2 separate regions of the Callithrix jacchus genome follow, and region 1 is linked to region 2. A link is a contact called in public Hi-C data. All regions are on one chromosome and are shown on one strand. Each heading gives the region's core, a stretch centred on a gene start, on an enhancer-like site or on the middle of the called end of the contact. The rest is flanking DNA. Distances are from core to core; before and after follow the strand shown. Region 1 has its middle 45 kb from the start of SRGAP3. Region 2 overlaps SRGAP3 (SLIT-ROBO Rho GTPase activating protein 3).

Region 1 (6,579 bases), core at 1,523-4,022, 180 kb after region 2:
AATTAGGGCCAGGGGTGGTGGCTCACGCATGTAATCCCAGTACTTTGGGAGACGGAGGCAGGTGGATCACTTGAGGTCAGGAGTTCAAGACCAACTTGGCCAACATGGAGAAACCTGTCTTTACTAAAAATACAAAAATTATCCTGGCATTGTGATGAGTGCCTAATCCCAGCTATTCGGGAGTCTGAGGCACAAGAATTGCTAGAACCCAGAAGGTAGAGGGTGCAGTGAGTAAGGATTGTGCCACTACACTCCAGCCTGGGCAACAGAGTGAGACTCCATCTCAAAAAAAAAAAAGAGAGAGAGAGAGAAAAAATTAGGACATAGATGTGCATAGAAGGAAGGCCATGTGAAGACCAAGGAATAAGAAGGTCACCTACACACCAAGGAGAGAAGCCTCAGAAGACACCAACCCTTCTGACACCTTCATCTTTGAATTTTAGCATCCAGAATTGTAAGAAAATTAATGTCTGTTGCTTAAGCCACCTAGTCAATAGTACTTACAATTATGGCAGCCTTCGCATACTAATAAACTTGACCTCAGTTTTCTGAAAGATAAAATAGGAATAGACACACCTCATGAGATAATTGTATTAAATTGTGGAGAAATGAATCTACCACAGTGCTTGGCACATACTATGTGCTCAAGAAATGTAGGTTAGTATGATTCTTGTTTTATTATTATTATTAAAGCATAATTACTCTGGTCTTTCCGTAACAGAAGGAAAAAGAGAAGCTAGCTGACTAATTCAACTACAATTATCCATGACTTTATAATTAATCATCATGTCTTTAGTCTTGCCCTCTTCAAAACACTCTACACAATGTCACCAGAACATTCTTCCTAGTATAAAAATCTGGCTGTGATAGCTAGATGGCCAAACAATTCCACCCCTCCGTGTACGCACATGGCCCTCCTTCCACTAGAAATGGATCCTATGCCCTCTCCCCATAAATCTAAGCTATGCCTGTGACCCTTTGACCAACACAATGCAGAAGAAATGATGTCCTGGGACTTCCAGTTCCAGGCACTAAGGAGGCCTAGCAGCTTGAGCCACCAAGAACAGGATACTCTGCTGGAAAGAGTAGCCACGGGGAAAGACCTAGAAGGATTCAAAGAAATAGGAGCCACATGAAGAAACACCAAGGCTGGGTGGGGTGGCTCACACCTGTAATCTCAGCACTTTGGGAGGCCAAGGTGGGCAGATGACTTGAGGCCAAGAGTTAGAGACCATCCTGGCCAACATGGTGAAACTAAAATAGAAAAATTAGCTGGGACCTGTAATCCCAGCTACTCAGGGGGCTGAGGTGGGAGAATCACTTGAACCAGGGGGGTAGAGGTTGCAGTGAACCAAGATTGTGCCACTGCATTCCAGCCTTGGCAACAGAGTGAGACTCCATCTCAAAAAGAAAAAAGAAACATCAAGATAGTAAACATTCAGCCCAACGTGCATCCCCAGCCACCATGTTACTGCCACGGCAATAGCCAGACCAGCGGAAGAACAACCCAGCTGAGCCCCAGCCAACCCGCAGAATCGTGAGCTATCATAAAACGCTGCTGGATAGGCAAGGACATTTTTGGTGGTTTATTATACAGCTAAAAATAACTGAAACACTGGTCATGTCACTCACTGCTCTATTTAAAACCCTCGGTTTAGCCAGAAGAGTTGGCTCATGCCTATAATCCCAGCACTTTGGGAGGCCAAGGCAGGAGAATTACCTGAGCTCAGGAGTTTGAGACCAGCCTGGTCAACATAGTGAAACCCCATCTCTACTAAAAATACAAAAATTAGCTGGGCGTGGTGGCACACACCTGCAATCCCTGCTACTCAGGAGGCTGAGGCAGGAGATTGAAACTGGGAGGCAGAGGTTGCAGTGAGCCAACATCACGCCACAGCACCCTAGCCTGGGTGACAGAGTGAGACTCTGTCTCATAAAGAAACAAACAAACAAACACCCTTGGCTCCTCATAGCCAAATTTCTTAGAACTCACAAGGAACCTTCACAAGCTATGTGACTTCAACATGTTACTTCATCTCTCTATGCAACATCTTTCCCATATGCAAACTGAGGTAATAATAGCACCCTCCTCAAAGGACTGCTATGAAAATTAAAAGACAATATATGAGAGACACTTGGAACTAAGTGCTCAATATGTGTTAGCCACCATCAGCACCACCACCACCATCATCATCATTGTCATCACTACCACTATCCCCACCACCACCATACAGCCACCATCACCACCTCCACCATCATCATCACCAGCACCATCATCATCATTGTCATCACTATCACCATCCCCACCATCACCACTACCACCACCACCATTACCACCACCATCATCATCACCCCCACCACCATCATTGTCATCACCACCACTACTACCATCATCACTTCCACTACTATCATCACCACCACTATCACCACCATCATCACCTTGCTCTGCCTGACTCTATAGCCTCTTCCTTAACATCTCCTCATGTGCACTCTGGAGAACAATCATATTAAAATATTTTTCCCCAAAACATCACACTTCACAACTCTTTACCTTTGTACTTCCCATTTCTTCTGCCTGGAATGTCCTTTACCCATCTTGCCTGCCTGAGAAATTGCCATGTGTCTTTCTATGAAGCTCTCTCACATCTCCCCAGACGGTGAGGCATCCACCCCTGTGCTCCTTTGAGCACCTCGCTCTTGTCTGTAGAGAGGCTTCCCATCTTTGCCACCTGTATGGGTGGGCCTTGTCTCCTCAGCTAGACTCTGAATTGTTTAAGGACAGAGCCAGGGCTTGATTTATTAGCCAGCAAAGCATGGCATATACCAAGCTCTCAAGACATGTTCCAGGAATGGAAGGAGAAAGGAGTCTGCTTTAAGAGTAGTGGTTCTCAACAGGAGGGAGAGAGGGGAGAAATTTTGACCCCTAGGAGATAACTGGTGACATTTGAAGACATTTTTTGTTATCATGCAACAGAGGGGAGATGGAAGTGTTACTGGAAACTAGTGGGTAGTGGGTAGTGAACAAATGTCTGATGCTCAACATCAGACAATGCACGGGACCGCTGCCACGACAAGGAATGGTCCAACCCTAAATAGTCCAACCCTAAGCCAGGCTGTGCTGAGGTTGAGAAGTCTTGTTTTAGAGGATCATCACATGCTGGGGAGGGGAAAAAACAGACAGTTGGATGAACGCACAAGCTTAGCAGCCTGGCTGCCCACTCCCACCCCTCCCAGCTCAGCACCTCTAGGAACAGAGGCTACCAGGAAGGTATGGAAGGTAAATACGGGCTTAAATCTGGTTACCTTCCTTCCTCTCAATGTGATCCTCATCTTCCCTTGGTGAAGTTCCATTTTTTACTTCCTACAGTCTCTTCTGGCCCTGACTTTCTAGAATTCTGCATTTGTAGGTTGGTTCCTATTGTTTCATTCATGGCTAAAAGATGTCAATGCTGCATAGACTCTTTCACATGCCAAGAGAGGAGACATCCCAGGTAGCCTAGCATGAGTCACTGAGCCCTTGCATTACATCCGGGATGGCAGAAGTTAAGTGACCGCACATGCCTGAGATGCATTGTCCCTGCCTGCCCAGATAGGTGGCTTTGGGGTTCAGAAGAAACAGGAGGCAGGGAAGGTGGTCCTTGAAGGCTCCATGGCTAACTTAGCTTTAATCTCTAGAGGCCTCTGTGTCAGTCAAAGCATGCAGCAGGGAAGCAGGGAGACATCTGTAAAATGCGCTCTTTTGTACCACGTAAGAGCAGAAAGAAATCTCACTCTACAGACCTTGGCTTCTGTGAGGGATGGGTCCTGTAGAATTACAGTGAGCACAGTTGATGCCTGTGACTGCTGTGGGAGCCTGTGTTTGCTGAGGGGGCTGTGTTTGTTGTTTTTAACTGGCTTCAAGAAGAGGTAGAAGATTGAGTAGTAGTAAAAAGCTTCATCTTTGGCACCAGACAGGAATGAGCGTGGGACCCGCTTCTGTCATTACCTGTGTGACCCGGGATAAATGACTTAATCTTGTGTAAGCCTCGACAATGAGAGAGGAACAGTAATAGTACCTACTTCACAGGGCTGACCTGTGGATTAATTGAGATCATGAAATCACAGGTTTTGCATACTGCCTGGCATAATTGCAAATAAACGGCAGTTATTACTCTGAAAGGAGGTTGTGGGGTGAGTGATAGGCTAGGAGTATGATGAATCATCCTGAAATTCTCACCTAAACTCCTCTATCCAGGTAGGGTGCTAGTGAGTCATCTTGCTGAGAGCTAACATTTTTATTGTGCTTATCATGTGCTTACAACCATCCTCAGCACTTTATGTGCGTTTACTCAGTCACCTCAGGGACCCAATGAGATAAGTATTACTTTTCCCATATTATAGATAGGAAAACTCGTCGCACAAGCTCACTAATTGCCCAAGGCACGCTGCTGGATTAGAGTAGGCCAAGGGTTTGGGTGAAGGCGGTTTGACTCCAGGGGCCCTGGCCTTAGGAGTGCACACACTGCTTCTGAATGCAACTAGAGAAGAATGAGAAACGGGAGGGTGCGTCGCTGGGTATCCCCCTCACTCCTCCCCAGCCTGCCTACACCCTTGCCCTGCTCCCAAACACTCGCTCCACTATCGTGGAGCTTTGCAACAGCCAGGCAGGGAAGCGCTTCACTCTGCCCAGCTGCGCTCAGGCGTGAGATAGTGTCTGCAAGGAAGGGGCCCCGGTGGGCGTGGGAAGCTAGGCCAGGATGCCGCAGGGAGGTAAGAAGCAAATGGGATTCGTCACTGGATAAACTGGGACTCCGCCCCAGCACCACCTGGTGCCTGTGGGTGGCTCTGAGCCCAGGGACATACTTTCGCTGAGCTTTATTTCTCTCCCTCTAAAATGAGACTGTAGACACGCTCAAAACCCCTGCTGGCTGTAGAACGCCAAGTTCCCCTAGTGAGGAAGGACTAGCGTCTGCAGCGGGGTGGGGCTTGGTCAGATCCTATCCTGGGGGAAGAGCGCCATCTGGCGAACAACTCCGAGAATGTCTCGGAACAGCCATTAGGAACAGTCTCCCGGGTCCCAGCGGGAGGCTCTGCCCATATTTAGCTTGCACTCTGGGCAAGGGGCTTCAGTTCTCTGAACCTCAGAATTCTGATAGGTAAAATGACACCGAAGAATGGCAACGAAGACAATACTTAAAATACCTAATATTCCCCACCGCCACCTTTTGTCACCACTTTATTTTGAAATAGTAAAGGATTATAAATCAATGTAGACAATAAATTTAGAAGTCATACAGCATTTTTTCTGGGCACTCTGATAAGTTGTAACATTACCTCGATTTTTTCTTACCTAGTTTTTATTCCTTCACATTTGTGGGTTTGCTTGTTTCTTTGTTTTTAATTGTGGCGAGAACACTTGCCGGCCGAGGTGGCTCAAACCTGTAATCTCATCACTTTGGGAGGCCGAGGCAGGCAGATTACTTGAGGCCAAGAGTTCAAGATGAACCTGGCCAACATGGTGAAACCCCAGCTCCACTAAAAATACAAAAATCAGCTGGGCGTGGTGGCGCATGCCTCTAGTCCCAGCTACTGGGGAGGCTAAGGCAGAACTGCTTGAACCCAGGCAGCCGAGATTGCAGTGAGCTGAGATCGTGCTACTGCACTCCAGCCTGGGTGACAGAGCAAGACTCCATCTCAAAAAAAAAAAACACCGAACACTCAACATAAGACCTACCCTCTTAATGGATTTTCAAGTACATAATACAGCAGTATTAACTATATAGCGATGTATAACAACACAATGTTATACAGCAGATCTCTAGAACTTAATTTTGCATAACTGAAATTTTATCCTGGTTGATTTAGCTAACACTTTTTGAGTGTTTGTGATGTGATAAGCCTTGTTCTAAGTACTTTATTTATATTAATTTATTTAATCTTCAAAACAGCCATGAGGAAGGTATAGAATGGCTTCTCAAGTCACTGGCTTAATCCACAAGAGACTGCACCAATTTGAAAAGTCTACAATAATAACATTTGGAAGGCGATTTACACTTGATAAACATTACTTCACTTAATCCACACAACAGCCTGTTAAGATCAATGTTATCTTCATCTTAAAACAAGGAAACTAAAGACCACTCAGTCAGCACACATCTGCCTCCTGTGTGCTGGACCCTGGGGTACACATGAACAAGGTTTTGGGGGTCCCCATGCCCTGGAGTGAGATATGAGTAAGTACTCATGAACTGAGTGTACAACGGGGGAAATCTAGGCAACACAGAAAGTAGTCCCAGGAGCTATAATAACTTGGTCTGGAAGGGGAGACGTTTCACAAACAATTCTGTCCAGGGTCGCACTACTGCCAAGCCCTGTGCCTGCCCGTGGTACGGGACCCCATGTATGGCTTACTGACCTGTAAGTCCACAACAGTAACTTCCCCTTCAGCACCTGAGCTCCTTAAGAACAGTGCCTGTGTCCTCATCGTCTGCATAACCCAACACCCAGCAGAGAGCCTTGCACATGGGGGTTGCCCCATAAACACTTGCCTCATGAAAGGTCCTATTCCTCTTCATGCTCATTTGCTCTCCCTCCTGTCTT
Region 2 (5,878 bases), core at 1,206-3,705:
AGCAGATGGTAATTCTGAGGCAGAGATCTCAGGTGACTGGGTAGACGCCAATGACATGAACTGAGATAAGAAATGCAAGGGGAGCAGTAAGTTTGGGCAGAAAATGCATTGCTCATCTCATTTTCACTGCTTCCTAGGTGGTGGTGGAAATGGAAAGATTAAGGAGAGATGAGATAATTGAGCTGTTACCTAAATTACTTCAGGGGCTTAGCTGAACCTGGGAGGCAAGAAGTGAACAGCACCAGGGAATTAAATGTGCAAAATTATGGAAGCCACCGCCAGAAGGTGAGTTTCAGAGGGAAGGAAAAAGACAAGTTATCCGGAAATGATGGGGGAGTCTTGGGACGATTTGGGGACCATTAACTAGGTCATCTAGCCAGAGAGATGAGATGAGAGGAAGGGCAGAAAGGACAGTGCTGTCCTTATGAGAAGCTGCAAGCCAGGAGGCAGTGCAGTGTAAGACAGAACTGCAGGAGGCAGAACGAGCCAAGACAAGCAGGATGTTACCCGAAAGCAGCCAAAGCCAAAGACTCGTTAAGTTGTAGTGAGCAGCCGCTGTGAAGATTCCTTCCAGCTCTTGTTCACTCCTTGTGTTTGTGTGTCTGTGCTGGGCAGGACTAGGTGCTGTGAGTGCAGCAGCAACCAAGGCTGCAAGACCCTGCCCCACACGTCTTCCACTTAAAAGGAGATTCACAAAGAACAGAAAGTGATGAGGCAGCCTCATCAATGCAGTCATGAGAAGGAGGCTATGGAGCAGCAGGGGGCCTCCTTCTCTAGATCTGGCAGTGGAGTGGTCATGGATGACTTCCTGGAGGAAGCAGTTTCTAGACTGAGAACTAAAGGCTGGGCTGGAGTTTCACAAGGAGGAGCCTTCAAAGCGGAGAAATGTGATGACCAAGGTTCCAGGAGAAGCAGGAGAGGGCGTGTTGGCCAGCTGGAGGTAGGGAGGGGGTCCAGGCATAGTGTTCTGGAGTAGGAGGGTAAGGGTGAACTTGGAGACTGAGGCAGGGGCCACTTGGCAAAGGGTCTTTAACTCTCAATAGAGTTTGAGCTCCATCCTGGGATCAGCAGAGAGCCCTTGAAGGAAGGGTTTAGAGCAGGGGAGTGAAAGTGTAAAACTGTGCTTTCAAATTCTCGCTCTGGCTGCTGTGCAGAGCCGAGACTGGGAGAGAAACTGAGGGATTCAAGAAAGGCTTAGGTAGGAAATTGACTGGACAGGGAGACGATGTGGTTGGGGCTGGAAGTTAAGAGAGAGCAAAAGCTGTCCAGGATGACTCCCCAGTTTTTGGTTTCGGCACCCGGGGGGAACAGAAGGAGCCTCTGTGGAGATGAAGAGGAGTAGGTCAAGGGTGGGCAGGGAGGGAGAACGATGAGTTCAAGTTGAACAGGACGAGTCTAAAAGGCCATGGGGCATCCAGGTGGAGCTATCTGGGCTGGAGAGACAAACGTGGAAGCCAGCAGCAAGGAGTTGGATGCTATTTAAAACCACAGAACAACACAGAAGGCTTTACAAATGCCATGGCCACATGGCAGAAGAGGTCAGTCCCAGGGAAGCCTGGCAAGATGGTGGCCAGAGGGCTGGGGCAGGGCCAAGCTGCTGTGGTGTCTCCCCTCCTGCTTCCCTGGAAGAGGGCAGGATTGGACAATGTGCAGCCCAGCCTTCTCTGAGATGCTGTCCCAGGCCTGCAGTCCAATCAGAGGCCTGTTCTCTAGGTCCCCCCAGCATGGGAGACTGCTGGTTCTGCTCCCCTGACCTTCTCCCAGCCCTGGGTCCCTCCTGTGGGGCAGGTCATTTGTAGTCTGCAGAAAGCCTTGGCCACAATGGTACCAGGCAGGCTCTCACCATGTCTGAAAGAAGAGAGAAGGCCCACAAGTGGGACTCAGTACAGCAGAAGAGAACAGACAGCCACCTGGATGTGGGGATGGGCATTCACCAGTGTCTGCCATTCTATCCCCTGTGTCCTAGCCACTCACACCATGGAGTCACTCTGGGCTTAAATGCCAGAAGAGGGCTCTGCAGTCATTCTTTAGCATTTCATGTATTCCATACATTTTTGTTGAATGTTTTGTATAGATCAGACCCCAGGGACACATTCTTGAACAGACACAGTTCCTGCCTTCATGGAGCAGGCAGTTTGGTGTGCAGACAGACACCCCCCACGAGCCCACAAACATGGGTTGAGTTAGAAGTGCAGAATGTGCCGGAACAGAGGGGAGCCTGTGCCATCAGCACCCGTAACAACAGGGCTGGCCTGATTTTGGGGTCCCTGAAGTATCCCCAAAAAAGGGTTCATTAAGCTGGGCTCCAAAGGAAGAGTTGAAGGGCACAGTGAAGGGGGCTGAGCAGGTAGACTGGCAGGAGAAGGCTCCAGGCAGAGGGAACAGAATGGGCAAAGGTGCCTCAGGGTGGGGAGCTTGGTGCATTTAAGGAACTAAGAACAGCCTGGCTGGAGCCAGAGGCAAGGCAGAGGAGAGAGAGGGTACAGAGTGAGGCTGGAGGGGCCCACAGGGTCTCATGCTCTCCATCCTGTTTCCATCTAGCTCACACTGGGACTGCAGGAGGGATGAAGCATGAAGGCTCTGGACTGCAGAGCCAGAAGGTTGAAGGCTGCAGAAACCTTCAGCCTTCCCTGTTCTTGGGGATGCTTGCCCCTTTTGAAAGCGGAACCCCTTTGACTTGAGATCCAGCTCTGTGCCAACAGCCACTTTTGGAAGACATCAGAATGAATGAGGGCCAGTGCTCTTGGCCAAGGCACTCAGAGCGGCCCTTCTGCTTCTCCAATCTTGCATGCAAGCGTTGACCCAGCAAGCAGAAGCTGCTGAACTAAGACATCACGTTAGAACTTTTGCATATGTATGTATATATTTTCTTTTTTTTATGGCAAGAAAATAGCAATGAACATTTCTGGTGAGTCACAGCTTTCTTTCTTTGGCTAGGGGAGCTGGATATGAGGTTCTAGGAGACTGCAGCTAGAGGAGCCAGGCCTTGCCAAGCTGGTGAGTTGGGAAAATGAAATTAGCAGTGAGCCAGTTTCTCCAGCTTCTCGGCTGAGGGCCGGAAAATTCCGCTTAGCAAACAGAACGCACTTCCAAGCTTGCAGAGCTTCATGTTGCAGATGAAAGCTCCTGCCCTGGGACCAGGGTCCCTTTGGGAGGAAGGCAAGCTCCTGCTCGGGCTTCCTGCTCCCTTCCAGGACCTTCTCAGGCCTCACATTGGGCTTGCCTCTGAGAAATGCTATTTCAATTAGTTCTTCAGCCAGAAAGGTGCTTTTTTTTTTTCCTTTTTTTTTATTTACCAAATGAGATTTGTTTTGTATTCACACCTTTTTATTTTTATTTTTTTTATTGCATTTTAGGTTTGGGGGTACATGTGCAGAACATGCAAGATAGTTGCATAGGTACACACATGGCAGTGTGTTTTGCTGCCTTCCTCCCCTTCACCCACAATTGGCATTTCTCCCCAGGCTATCCCTCCCCAGCTCCCTACCCCCACTGTCCCTCCCCTATTCCCCCCAATAGACCCCAGTGTGTAGTACCCCCTTCCCTGTGTCCATGTACTCTCATTCAGAAAGTTGCTTTTAACCTCCTGCTATCTAAGCCGCCCCAAGCAGGATTCGGGATTCATTGCACTTGCTTGTAGCATGAATCATTAATTCAGTAAATAGTAACCGTGTGCCTGTTCTGCGCCAGGCAATGGTAAGCAAAATGAGCCACACTTCTCAATTCCTGGAGCTTACAGACTAGTGGGGGTCTCAGATAACAATCAGATAATCACAAAAATCCATAGAAAATAGCAGCAGGAAGAAGGGCTCTGAACGAGAAATGCATGGAGCCTGGAGAGCCTTTAACAGGATCTGTCCCAGGCCTTGCTCCTGGCTCCTGGTGGGTTTTTGGAGATCTTCGGTGTCCTTGTTGTAGACACAGCACCCTGGTCTCTGCCTTCACCTTTCCAAGGCATTCTCCCTGTGTGTCGGTCTCTATGCCCAAAGTTTCTTTTTTGTAAAGATATTAGGGCCCACCCCAATGACCTCATTTTTACCTGATTACCTCTAGAAAGACCCTGTTCCCAAATAAGGTCACATTTTGAGGTACTGGGGTTTAGGACTTCAGCATAGGAATTCTGAGGGGACACAATTCCACCCTGATATGGTTTGGTTGTGTCCCCACCCAAATCTCATCTTGAACTGTAATATAATCCCTACATGTGATGGGTGGGACCAGGTGCAGATAATTGAATCATGGAGGTGGTTTCCCCCATGCTGTTCTCGTGATAGTGAGTGAGTTCTCACAAGATCTGATGGTTTTATACGGGGCTTACCCCTTCACTGGGCACTCTTTCTCTCTTCTGCTGTCCTGTGAAGAGGTGCCTTCCACCAAGATTTTAAGTTTCCTGAGGCTTCCCCAGCCATGCCAAACTGTGAGTCCATTAAACCACTTTTCTTTATAAATTACTTTATAAATATTTACTTTATTATCTCCCCCCCACCCCCCACCAGGAGTCCCCTGAGGAGTGCGAGGCTGCCGTGCTCGGAGCTAGAGTGCAGTCCAGGGCCTGGCTCCAGCACTATTTGGCAACCCTGAGACAGAGTCATCCCAAAGGGGACTAATTCCATTCATTGAGTCCCCCGGCCAAAGCGGGCTCTGCTTATCAGTGTTGAGGGGCTATCAAGTCATGAGGCTTGGGTTCAAATGCCACTTCTGTCCCTCACCAACAAACTGAACTTGGAAAGTTACTATAGTTAAACCTTCTCTTTCCTTATTTGTGAAATGAGGTGACAACCACCTCATAGTGGTGCTTTGAGGACTAAATGACACAACCCATACAATTCTCTGAGTGCCAAACCCTGCACATAATAGTAACTTTTATTGTCAATACCATTATTACCACTAGCACCTCACTAAGTTATTGGGAAGATCTAAGGACTGCTGTACATAGACAAACAGCCTATGGTAAGTGTTCTAAAAATATTGGTTTTCCTTCTCCATTACTACCTGGTCCTTCTTCAAACTCTTATGTGAACTTCAAGGCCCAGTGCAAATATCCCTGTGATTTCCCCTCCAACCCAAGGCAGAATGATTCACGGGCTCACTGCTTCCTTTGGGATCCCATTCCTCACACTGCAGCATGAGGGTCCACGTTGATGTCTGTTATCCAGCAGTACCTCTGAGCTCTACTTAGACTTTCTGGATGGATTCTTGGTATCAGAGCAAAAATCCCTGCCTCACTAGGCAATTTCCTGTTGCTTTTTTCCACAGCAGTTCAAATAGCAGCAACCAAAACTTAACCCTCTGCATGGAGCATTTTTATCAAGCACAGCCCCTGGAAAGTGAGGGGTATCAAAGCTGAGAAAGCCAGAATAGAAGGGACTCTGTCACCCCAAATACAGAGCACAGGTCAGCCTCATCTCTTTCCTTGCAAGCCCCTTTGTCTTGGTTTACCTGCCTGCAGAATGGGTGCACCACGTGGTATGTGCAGCACTAGGCAGAGGAAAAGGCCCTGAGCCATGGCTTCCCAATTGTTTGGTGCCTGTGCTGTGCAGGTCGTTTAATCTTTCAGGCACCCCTCACACCCACCACTGTGAACCAAGTGCTCTACTGGATATCTGATAGGCATCACCTCATTGACCCTTCATGGGAAATGTTGTCTACTAGGAACGGGCTATCTTTATCTTTCTAGGTGAAGATACTGAGGTTTCAAGAAATTAAGTAATTTGCCCAGAAGGACACGGCTAGCACACGTAAGTGGCAGAGCTAGGAATCCAATCTGGGTTTACCTGACTCCAAAATGCAAAACCGGGTCAGTTCTTTCACCAGTCAGCTGTGGGTCTGAAGTTAGGGCTCACCCTGCCTTGCTTTCAGGTCCTTTACCTAACGGTTG

What was found. Hi-C and Micro-C count contacts between places; a contact is called where the count stands out from the background.
Region 1: a contact with region 2 is called in a Hi-C map of skeletal muscle, with 5 times the contacts expected there. The contact joins two enhancer-like sites. A contact is called at or near these places in 2 of 3 Hi-C or Micro-C datasets (induced pluripotent stem cells and skeletal muscle).

What each region holds. Positions count from the first base shown.
Region 1 is chr15:66,497,314-66,503,892 of calJac240_pri, forward strand. No RefSeq gene overlaps it. Among named protein-coding and RNA genes, the nearest start is that of SRGAP3, 45 kb to the left of the region's middle. Within about 2 kb of position 2,773, at least 4 of the 16 cell types and tissues checked have an H3K27ac peak or open chromatin away from gene starts, as enhancers often do. A contact at or near this core is called in skeletal muscle, where this site is marked.
Region 2 is chr15:66,317,251-66,323,128 of calJac240_pri, forward strand. The region is part of intron 2 of SRGAP3 (SLIT-ROBO Rho GTPase activating protein 3); the gene reads right to left. Among named protein-coding and RNA genes, the nearest start is that of SRGAP3, 140 kb to the right of the region's middle. Within about 2 kb of position 2,456, at least 6 of the 16 cell types and tissues checked have an H3K27ac peak or open chromatin away from gene starts, as enhancers often do. A contact at or near this core is called in skeletal muscle, where this site is marked.